3 separate regions of the Mus musculus genome follow, and all the other regions are linked to region 1. The links are chromatin contacts, called in public HiChIP or PLAC-seq and promoter capture Hi-C maps. All regions are on one chromosome and are shown on one strand. Each heading gives the region's core, a stretch centred on a gene start, on an enhancer-like site or on the middle of the called end of the contact. The rest is flanking DNA. Distances are from core to core; before and after follow the strand shown. Region 1 overlaps Gm31386 (a long non-coding RNA gene). Region 2 holds the start of Zfyve1 (zinc finger, FYVE domain containing 1). Region 3 holds the start of Zfp410 (zinc finger protein 410).

The links. Promoter capture Hi-C pulls out the DNA fragments that hold promoters and counts their contacts. HiChIP or PLAC-seq counts read pairs in DNA pulled down with a chosen protein or histone mark.
Region 2: a contact with region 1 is called in an H3K27ac HiChIP or PLAC-seq map of hepatocytes, with 3 times the contacts expected there. The contact joins the promoter of Zfyve1 here to the enhancer-like site in region 1. A contact is called at or near these places in 1 of 39 promoter capture datasets (pre-B cells), 2 of 484 Hi-C or Micro-C datasets (embryonic stem cells and uterus), 6 of 115 datasets of contacts at active chromatin or transcription factors (the SCID.adh cell line, effector CD8 T cells, embryonic stem cells and 2 more) and 2 of 9 other capture datasets (adipose tissue and liver).
Region 3: a promoter capture Hi-C map of liver shows a contact between it and region 1, with 4 times the contacts expected there. The contact joins the promoter of Zfp410 here to the enhancer-like site in region 1. A contact is called at or near these places in 1 of 39 promoter capture datasets (liver), 1 of 484 Hi-C or Micro-C datasets (embryonic stem cells) and 3 of 115 datasets of contacts at active chromatin or transcription factors (embryonic stem cells, intestinal villus epithelium and memory CD8 T cells).

What each region holds. Positions count from the first base shown.
Region 1 is chr12:83,923,425-83,927,031 of GRCm38.p6, reverse strand. All of the region lies in intron 1 of Gm31386 (a long non-coding RNA gene), which reads right to left. Among named protein-coding and RNA genes, the nearest start is that of Gm31386, 3.3 kb to the right of the region's middle. Within about 2 kb of position 1,706, at least 16 of the 459 cell types and tissues checked have an H3K27ac peak or open chromatin away from gene starts, as enhancers often do. A contact at or near this core is called in hepatocytes, intestinal villus epithelium and liver, where this site is marked.
Region 2 is chr12:83,595,669-83,599,249 of GRCm38.p6, reverse strand. Zfyve1 (zinc finger, FYVE domain containing 1) reads left to right here and starts at 2,028. Exons shown (of 12, transcript NM_183154.4): 1 at 2,028-2,253.
Region 3 is chr12:84,315,189-84,318,754 of GRCm38.p6, reverse strand. It overlaps Zfp410 (zinc finger protein 410), which reads right to left and starts at 1,896. Exons shown (of 12, transcript NM_144833.4): 1 at 1,581-1,896. It overlaps Ptgr2 (prostaglandin reductase 2), which reads right to left. Exons shown (of 10, transcript NM_029880.3): 10 at 2,923-3,566.

The DNA.
Region 1 (3,607 bases), core at 457-2,956:
GACATCACTTCTTTGATCAGAGTACAAAGGGCTGGCATTCTTTGTCTGGCCTTCTCTCTTTGCTTCTTGCTATCTCTGATGAAGTAAGCTGCCCTGTTATGTCTCCAAGGCCAGGCACTGATGAAGGCCTGCTGTCTGCTGCTCCTTAAGAACTAAGGCTTTAAGGTAAATTCTGTAAGAAACTTAATCCTGCCAAAGACCACATAAGAGAGCCACGAGGTAGATGACTACACTTTAGGAGAGACCCAGAGCCAGAGCCAGAGGACACAGCAAAGCTGCACCAGGATTTCAAACTCAGAGATACTATAAAATAATAAACGTAATAAATGTTTTAAGCTAGTAAGTTGTAGGGTGATTTGTTAGACAGCTAAAGATACCAGACACACATTTCATTTTGTAAACAAGAAACTGAAGCTTAGGGAGATTTAGCAACTTTCCTAATTAATCAACTGGAACTTTCCTACAGGTACAGTTAGTTTGTAAATGGCAGAACCAAAATTATTAATGACTATGGTGTGGGTGAGTGTTAGGCTCAAGAGGGCATAAGTTCAAGTGGTACATACCTTGCAGTCCCAATACTTAAGCAGCTAAGGGAGAAGTGTCATTAAACTGCCATTAAACTATGACAGTCTGGCCTACATAGTGAGAACAGGTCTCAAAACAAAGCAAGAAGGGTCCAAGTTTAAATTTACTCTCTTGTAAGGCTCCATGTGGCTGGGGTTTGAGAGTTCTCAAAGGCATTCTGCTTGAGCAATCTTTGGAAAATAGCCATGTTTCCAGGAAACTCTCTGCACGCATGTAAAACAGGGATGGACAAACCTTTAAATGGTGCTAAGTACTTTGCTTGGCCCACTCCCTGCTGTAGAAGAATAGCTGGTCCGCCCAGAGATTTGGTGATAGTAACTAGGGCCCCCTTTCAATAGCACAATGGCAGCATTATGAGCTGACACCTTACCCATTTTATAAATAAGCACACTATAAGCACATCATTTTTCTTGAGGATGAAAATGAGTATTTACTAGTAAGGCATGGTATGGCATTAAAAAAAAAATCACAGGGGCTGGAGAGATGGCTCAGTGGTTAAGAGCACTGACTGCTCTCCCAGAGGTCCTGAGTTCAATTCCCAGCAACCTCATGGTGGCTCACAACCATCTGTAATGGGATCGGATGCCCTCTTCTGGTGTGTGTCTGAAGAGAGTGACAGTGTACTCATATACATAAAATAAATACATCTTTAAAAAAAAATCCCAGGCATCTGGAACAGAAAAGCAAACAGCTCTGCCCATGAGAACGGCCCCTTCCACACTCTCCCCCACTTTGCCTTCTCATCCACAAACCAGTCTTGAACTTTGAAGCCACAGTGCTCAGTTCCAGCACGGGAAAAACGGCTTGGCACTTCCATCTATTAGAAGTTCTTCTGCTTGGGATGGTAAAATCATCTTTTGCCTTGTGTTCAGCCAGAGGTCACCTTTATGAAGACATGTCCTTGGCTTGGCTACATAAATCTGTCCTTCCTTTGTCAGCTCTGACCAGCTGCCAGAGCAGCAGTCTTTGAACTTGGGGAGGCTTCCCAAGAAGATACGGAACAAGAGCCTTATAGAATGCATCCCAGGCACTTTTTTCCTTTAACGAGTGAGTGGCAGACACTGCACTTTACCTATCAGTGCACTTAAGCAAGCCAGTGTAAAGTCCACAGGCAGCACTGGGAGGGGGCAGCCTCCGGAGGGGAGGGCTGGCTCAGCGCTCTCCTGGGCTCCCAGACCAGTTTTCTGTCTCTCATGGCGGCTTCTCTCTTGCTTTCTCTTCTTCTTTCCTCAGGTCTTTCTCCTCCCCAAGCCCCTCTTTTCTTCCTAACTCTTTCCACCTTGTTAACTACTTCTTATCAGTAATCTTGCCTCCAGTGGCTGGCGGGGCGGCAGGTAACTCTGGCCCTGGTCTGCTCCCACCGCAACTTACTTCTCTAGCCCATCTGGAACTGGAATTGTGTCTAGAAAAGGGGGATCGGAGGATTGAAGACTTCCACAGGCAAGACATAGAGCTTATCGAAGGTGGGATTTGGCTCTTTAGACCAAAAAGCAAGCAAACAAACAAGCAAATAAATAAAATAAAAACCAAAAGCAAAAAAAAAAAAAAAAAAATGCCCAAAACAACAACAAAAAAAAAACCCAACCAAACAAACAATCAAAAACAACAACAACAAAACAAAACCCAAAACTAAACAAAAGAAAAAGAAAAAGAAATGAACGGAGACTTGAGTGTTGAATGTTGCTCTGTAAGAAGAAGGTAGAGAGGAAATGCCTTAGAGCCCATGAAGGCCTGGGCTTCTACTGTACCCCTCAGATATCAGGGTACCACAGTGAGTCCCCCATTTTGCACTCAGTTGGTAGAGTCACATTTGAGTCACATTAGAGTCACATTTGCCGCTAGCATACCTGCCATCATGGTCTGAATCAAGAGGTTCTGAACAGATAGCATCTACAGCAACCTCCACAGGCAGCCATACCAAACACAGAGCTGCAGACAAGCAGGCTCCAGGGCTCTTGATTTCTAAGAGGCCCTGTGGGGGGCTGGGAGTGCTGGAGAAGTACACAGAGCAGGGAGGCGAAGCAAGGGGCAATGGTAGCAGGCTAACCCCATGTGGATAAAACCAAAGACTTCGAGCAGTTTTGTTAACCCAACACCCTTGGTTAGTTCTAAGTGTGCATCTTAAAGCCTTCCTTCTTTCAACTTTTCTTCTTCCTGCTGGTTGTACACATTTATTTTAATTTTCCTCTTATTTTACAAAGGGGAACCTTGGGAAGTAGATGGGTAGGAGCGACCCAGGACAAAAGCTTGTTTTTAGTGGTTGAGATAATGAGTGGCTGACCTTTGTGGCAATTATTCACCAACTTTTGTGATAGCAGTCTGAGTTCCTAAACTTAGTGGTCGAGTCCCCTTCTCGAGACTGCCCTAATTCTATGTTCTGTATGGCACCTCATCACTGTGGCTGTGCAAGGGCCATTATTATCCAGAGCACCATAATAATGGCCATGCCCTCCTATGACGCTATTGTTTCCGATCTGCTAGGACATTAATTGCCTTCTGACTTGCTCTAAAATTGGTACTACAGCACAGCATCAAGGCTAGGGAAGGAGGCTGCTGGCGAGGCATTGAAAGGCTGTGTAAAAGGATGCTGGGATGTTGCAGCCTCTCCAGGCCCCTTCCTATTTGCTTATTTACTTCCCATGTTATAAGATGCTAGCTCAGGTCTTCTGTCCTGACTTCCATCTTATCTTGGTCAGTGCGTGATCTTTTCCTTCAGTGAAATGATTCAGCCATCTCTGGAGTTATTTTGGCTTTCACACTTTCCTTTTATGGATTTTCTGTGAGTCACTGAATTGAATGGGAGGGTATTTCTAAATTGGAAGGTGAGGATGAGAGAAAAGGGAAGAAGGTTCCAGAAGATAACTAGGGGGAAAAAAACCACCCCACTTCATTGTTATGTATAGTTACTGGAGGAATAATTTCCACTTAGTTTGATGATAGAAATATGCAGTTTATTTCAGCTCAACTAAAAATATAGACAGCTCTCCCTCCCCACAACCCCTACCTCATAATAATAAGCTAC
Region 2 (3,581 bases), core at 779-3,278, 330 kb after region 1:
CACCCCTGGGCTGGTGGTCCTGGGTTCTATAAGAAAGTAGACTGAGGATGTCACAGGAGAGCAAGCCAGTAAGCAGCACCCCTCCATGGCATCTGAATTTTCCAAGTTCCTACCCTTTTGAGTTCTTGTTCTGGCTTCTTTTAGTGACAGACTACAGTGTAGAAGTGTAAGCCCTTTCCTGCCAAACTTGCTTTTTGATCATGGTCTTTCATCACAGCAGTAACCCTAAGACACCAATCTAATAACTCTCCATTTTAATAAGTATGTATTCTATTGGTTCTATTCTTTCATATTCCAGGCATGGTAACTTACTTTTATAACTCCAGTGCTGGGTAACAGAAACAGGATCTTTGGGGCTCACTGGCCAGACAGTCTAGCCATCTCGGTAACATCTAGGCTAAGTGAGATCTCAAACAAATAAACAAACACCCCAAACCAACCAGCCAACCAGCCAACCAACCAACCAAAACTAACAAGACAAGGTGGATGGCTCTTAAGGAATAATGCCTAAGATTGACCTCTGGCCTAAACACACCCTTGACTCATGTGCATATGTACCAGCACCCATATGCACACACACAAAATAAAACTTAAAATGCTAAATGTTTGTTCCTATCAAACCCCCATTTTTTATGGTGCTGGGGCTCAAACCCAGGGCCTTGTGTATGCCAGACAGCCAATCTCTTTTGAGGGACACACATAGACCAATATATTTACTTTATAAGCAAGGTTATGAAATAATCTGGCAAAGCTACACACAGCCACAGAGGCAGTCTTAGGGATAAAACCTTTGTCATGCCAACCAACCTCAGGCTTATTTAAAACTTGTTAGCTTAACTTTTATAAAATCCCTTCTTCTCCATACACCATCTTATTTCTGGTAAACACTTTTTAATGTGATTGTAGATGGCTTAGTTCTTATTATCCTGGTTGGTGATGTGGTACAGGTAAAAAAATAAAAAGTTCATCCAGGTTTGCCGCTGTTGGCTCTGTGTCATGAAGAGTTAATTTTCAGCAATATAATCCGTATACATAGCTCATTCACTATTTTGTAGATTTGGCTTAACTATTGATCTAATTATGTCCTGAGATCTATGAGTGTCCTCTTGAATCAGAAGATGAGGTCTTATCCAGTGTTGTCAATAATTTGCTGTGTACCTTGGCAAGTAACCTAACCTTAGTTTTCTCTCTCAGGTTAACCATTATCAAGATAAAAATCATATGTTAAGATTGGCAGAGCCATCAGAAATTACACAGCAAAATTCCTTTATTTTATGGAAGGACTGAGTGATTTACCCTACCAACCTATGTAGTTAGTTTTCCTAGGCATTACAGACCAGTATCTTTTCCATGCATTGTATTTTCTCTCAATATTGTCTCAAGAAATAAATGAGAAAAAAGTGAAAGTACTAAACAAATATAAAGCTATTATTAAAAAAATCAGACAATAGTATTACAGACACTGTTATCTTAAATTTTATTGGAGTGTGTACTGTAACTATTCTGCACAATATAAAAATTAGAAGTTATGATGTCTATGTATGGAAAAAGGCAGAAAAGGAATAAGGCTGGAACAAAATTAACAGTTGATTAACTTTGAAGGGAAAACAAAACAGCCTCAAGCATAGTAATATCCTCTCAATGTTTACTGGTATTTTTCCACTTTGAGCATTTCTGAAGGAAAGATGTACAATAATAATGTGCCGTGCCATTTCCTGGTTATATAGAACATCATATCTTTTGTTTAATTTACAATACTCCTTCCCGGGCCACTGCCCTAAACTAGTCGCTGCAACCTGCAAAAACCTCAGCCCCGGCCGAGACTCTAAGTCCCGAAATGCTTTCAGGCTTGTCTGTCCCGCCTATTCGCAACGACGATGCTTCCATCGGGAATTGTAGTCATGTGGAGCTTGTATTTCAGGGCTGTAGGGCAGAACGACAATCCCCCCAAAACTACAACTCCCAAAAGGCCGCAAGCGCCCTTCCCGCTCCCCGTCGTCGCGCTCCGCCCCTGGCCGCTCCTCCCTAGCTGGGCTGCGCTGTTCATGCCTTCCTGTTGGTCTGAGCTGGGAGAAGTTCACTCTGATCAGCTGATTCCAACTGACAACAAGAGAGGAGGAAGCCTGGGAGGCAGCAGAGGAGGAGGGGGCGGAGATGGAGCTGAGGATGGATCCGCCGGGGCCCTAGAGCAGCCCGGGTCCTGTCGGCAATCCGCGTCCCCCACACCGCCTTGCCTTGGCCGAACTGCTCCGGGTGGGCTCTGTGGGCCGCGGCGGAGAGGGCGGGGGCGCCTTGGCCCAGCCCCGGGCGAGTGCTGGTCCCGGGGCTCCCTCCAGTCGCTCCTAGGAGGAAGGGGGGACGGGTGCGGCTCGAGTGGGGGTGGGGTGGCATAAACAATGGATTCGGCTCCGGGATGTGCGGGTTTGTGTGAAATTTGGGGGGCCTTCTTTGTTCTTCGTCTCCGCTGCCACCCCTTGGGTTGTGGTGGTGGTGTCCGGGAGCAAGGTGGGTGAGGGACCCTGGATTGGAGAGAGGCGTCGAGGTTTGGGGGGGGGGGGTTTGCTCCGAGTGGCATATTGTTTGCTTGGCCTGGTGGTGGTGAGGGTCAGCTGTTCTTTTGAAGGTTGGTTTTCTGTTTTTCTTAGTAGTGACAAGTTTTGATTTTTGTTTCCCTTTTGGGAGCTGACTGGACACGTCTGAGGTTAAGGTGAAAATAAGGTCCCCTGGTTACTCCCTTGCCTTGTTTATCTGAAGATCAGATGGATAGATTGGCTACTGAAAGGGAGGAGTGAATATCTGAAAGGAGGACTTTACACTTGGTTGTGCTCTTGGAATAGGAGGCAAAGGTAGGGAGAATTAGGAGTGTAGTTACGTTAGTGACCCAAAACCCCCTTTCCTGTCTTCCCAAGTTTTTGACTTGGTTTGTTTTGTTTTAAGTGTTTGAGTGACAAGAGAAAATGAGTTGTTTTGACTCACTGTAGGGCCTGGCTCTACTGTGCGCCTAAGTGCTGGAATTCTGCCTCCTGTTGCTGCCGGTTCTCTTCCTCTGTAGAGAGGAGGCACAGGAGGAAGCTCAGTAGTTGTCTTACTGTTTTTGAAAATGAAGTTGGGACTATTGTTGTCAATTTTAGAGTCCTTACTAGACCTTTGCTCGACTAGAGCTGAGAGAGTCCATTTTATAAGGATAATTGGGTTTGTAGAGGTCTTTGAGGGTGGTGTGAATTTATTGTTACAATATTTTTCTTAGCTTTTTACAGACCTCCTTTTCCATTTCTCATATATAAGGAGCAGGTGCAGAGGGCTTAGCCTCCTAAAAGCTGTCTGTTTAGTGATTTTGAATCAGAGCTTAATGAAATGAGAAGAGCATTTTACCAACAAACCAGCAAAATCTTTAAGAAGCTCTGGGTCTAGAAGTGTTTTGTTGTTACACATATTTGAGACAGGGCTTCTCTGTGTAGCCCTGGCTGGCCTGGAACTCACAGAGATCCACCTGCCTCTGCCTCCCTTGTGCAGGAGCCTCTAGGCTGGTTTTTGTAGTTAGTTTAGTAGCCAGGCTTCAGCCTTTTTTTTTTTTTTTTTTT
Region 3 (3,566 bases), core at 647-3,146, 390 kb before region 1:
AGGCTGGCCTTCAACTCCCACTCCTGCTTATGCCTCACAGTACCGAGATTAAAGGTGTGTACCACCATACTTGGCTAATTTTACATTTTCCCAAAAAGAAACCCTGACGTCACTACCCACTTCTAAATTAGTCATTATTGTGAGTTTAAATGACTGCCATACAGGTTTCCAGTGAGCACTGGATAAATATTCAGACAATAATTCAGAGGATAAATAACATGACAAATGATACCCAATTCCCTACCCCTTCACTCTGACTTTTCAATTCCAAACTTTCATTAACTGCTTATGGACTAATTCTGCATATATATCCTCAGCATGTCAAACCAAACCATGTCTAAACACGGATTATCATCTCCCCTACCAAACCTGTTCTTCTTGAATTATCTTTTATTTATTGCCCAATCTTCCCACTCAGCTGCAAATTTTACCTAGCAGTGCCTCTCATCCTACATGTTTTAATAATCCCAGCAATTAATAATAACCAGACCCCAAAGTGACTCCTGTGATGCTGTTTAGATTTCTCAGTATCTTTCTGCTTGTCACTCTCCATATGCAGTTTAGTATCTCAGAATAATGGCCAGCCCTTAACGGTAAACCTCTTCACTGACATACTCCTCCCCCCACTGCCCCCCCAAAAAAAACCTTAGAAATTGTGGGATTTACCTAAATTTGACACCTACTGGGATACAAAGCTCAAATTAGAACCACATTTTCTGATGCTTGGCTGCCCTGTATCTGCCACAAAGTGTAATTTCTCAACGCCAAACACCCAGAATTGCGCGTTTTGACCTCAAACTATGTTTTATTCTCTTTACATATGTTCCACTGATCTTTGTGTCTAATGTAATGTAAATGTATGAACTCTTAACCCCAAATCAATAATATTTCACTCCCAAATGGTTCCTAAGTACATCTCAGAGCCTCATGAGCAAGTGAGATAAAGTTTAATAAACTAATTGGATCGTCTTCTTTTGAGAAACTTCAGAGAACAAGTTGAACGAGCAAAACACATCCTGGCTGCAAACACTCGCTGCCCACACACGGGCCTGAGGTGACAGGCAAAGGAGACCCCAGAGGTCCGGCTCTGGTCCGCAGACGTCCCTTCCCTATTCCAGCCCAAGGCAGAGAGTGGACCCAGGAAAGGTGCCGGCAGCCCTGGGTGAAACGCGGGCAGGGCACCGCTGTCAACCCTTCCCGCCAGCACAAAGGCCTCAGCCGAAGGCCCTTAGGTCTGCGGGCGGGCCCAGCCGCGGGTGCAGTCCGGAGCCTCCGCCCGGGGGACTCGCTGACTCCCGCGTTCTGGGGGGGCAGGCTGGTCTCCAAGCTCCCTCCCTCAAGAACAAGCAAAGGAGGAGAAACGGTGCGCCCCAGATCCCCAAAGGGGTTAGGGCCGCAGCCGCCGGGCTTCGGACCGGTCGCTCCCCGCCCGCTAGACGCCTGGGGGAGTCTGGGGGGACGGCTTCCTTGCGCCCTTCGGGGGCGAACCCGGCTCTAGATCCCCAGACCCCATAAGTGGCTTCCTTTCTCGGCGGGACCACCTACCCGAGCGGGGGTGGCTACACTAGCCTGGAGCTCACCTTCCAGTCTCGGGCAGCCGTCCGTCCGTCAGTCAGCCCCGAATCCCGTCCACACACGGCGTCTTCCGGCTCCCGCCGGAAGCAGCTCCAGAGCGGGACAGGAAGTTTGGCCGCCCCCCATCAACATACCCACTCGCTTTCTTCTCCGCCCGCGGGTGTTTCTCAGGAGGAGGCGCTGACTCTTGGGCCGCTGCTTGAGAGCGATCCTTCGCTCCCCGCTACATACACACGCATACACAGCCCGAGACACACACAGGGTTCCCTCCCGGCCGAGGAACCGCAGCGCCCCGTCCCCTCCTGTCTGCCCTTCAGGGTTCTCAGGTCCGCGAAATCTGAAACCAGGTCAGTGCAGTCTAGCCGTGACGTCACTGCCTTCCCGCTGAGCGGAGCTGTTCAGCAGGGGCCGCGGCGGCTGGGATGGGTGAGACGGCGCGGGGTGGAGGGTAGCTTTCTCCGGAGCTGAGGACCTGTGACAGCTCCCGAAACACCAAAAGCCCATGAAGAGCACCTGAAATGTTCATGGCCCAAAGAGGGACCTGGAAATCAAGCCTTGCATTGCCCCTAGGACTGGGTGTGAATTTAGGCACACGTACAGCGTTAGAAACATTTAAGAATTCTCCAGAGATCTTGGATGCACTGACTGAGGGCTCAGATAACTAAGTTCCAAGCTGGATAATAGTTCTTGTTGAAACTTTCGAGTTTGACTGCATGAAACTTAAGATCTGCAGTGGTGGCACACGCCTGTAACTCCAGCAATCCCAGTACTCCAGGAGTTCCCGGTGAACGAGGGCTACATAGTTGAGACCTTGTCCAAAAAAACAAAAAACAACAACAACAACAAAACATGATGCGGTGTGGAAGAGTAGGGGACTAAAGATAGTGCCTGTGAGATATAATGTTCTCTGAAGGCGCTCATTTTCAAGTTAGAGATAAGCCAGGAGTCTGGATGAGCTAGGGAGTCATAGTTTTGGTACAAAATGTTCCGGGAGAAAACATTTCCTCGATACAGTTTGTCCTGCGCACTGAGAAGCATGACTGTGATCCCATTTGAGGATGGCCATGACAAGGACAACTGGCCTACACAGTATCTGGGACAAAAATCTTGGGGTGGCAAGGAGATGTTTACTAGGAGCTAAAATCCTAAAATTTAAGAAAGGATTAAAAAACAAAGATTTACCAGTTACCACTATATGAAGAGATGAAGAACTGTTCAGAAAGAAAAACTGGGGTCCAGAGAAAGTATGTAAAACAAGGTTAGAACGCTGCAAAATTTGATTTAGTGGCTGCTAATTTGTTTTGCCTCTAAAATATATTGACTGTAAAAAAAAAAAGTGGTCATAAGTCATACTCAGAAAACATCTCCAGTTTTATTTTTCTAAAGGTTGAGAAAATTAAGAAAACAAATGTGATACATCAGTATATCTGGAATAGTCATGTCTATAACCATTGGTTAATTTACTTAATCCTATAGCTTTCTGGAGCTTGATTACTTGGGGCTTGTTGTGGGAAGGTACCATTGGGGATTGACCTCAGAGCCCCTAGAGTACTGATCAGTGTTCTGCCCTGACCACTCCGACTCACTTTCATCAGTGAAACTCTTAGTGATGTTTATATCTATTAGTTCTCCAAAGTATAAGCCCAGAATGGGGATACAGGCCTTTAACACTGGCACTCGGAGGCAGACAGCCAAGTGGATATCTTTGAGTTCCAGGCCAGCCTGGATTACATAGCAAGCTACCTAACAGACTCTTGTCTTTAAAAAAAAATTCCTAAAATAAACACAAGCTTTTATCAGCACGTAGTAAGTTGTTAGGCTTGCTACTCAATTAGTTGTTTGGCAGAACACAAACATCATCCCTGGATGTAAACCTTGTCTCTGGAGACTCCCAACCACTCATTTATCTTCTCAGACCACTCCCAGCCCAAAACGTCCTACCCCAAACTGTTCCACAATCTGTAAATACTCCCAATGCTGCCCGAAATCCT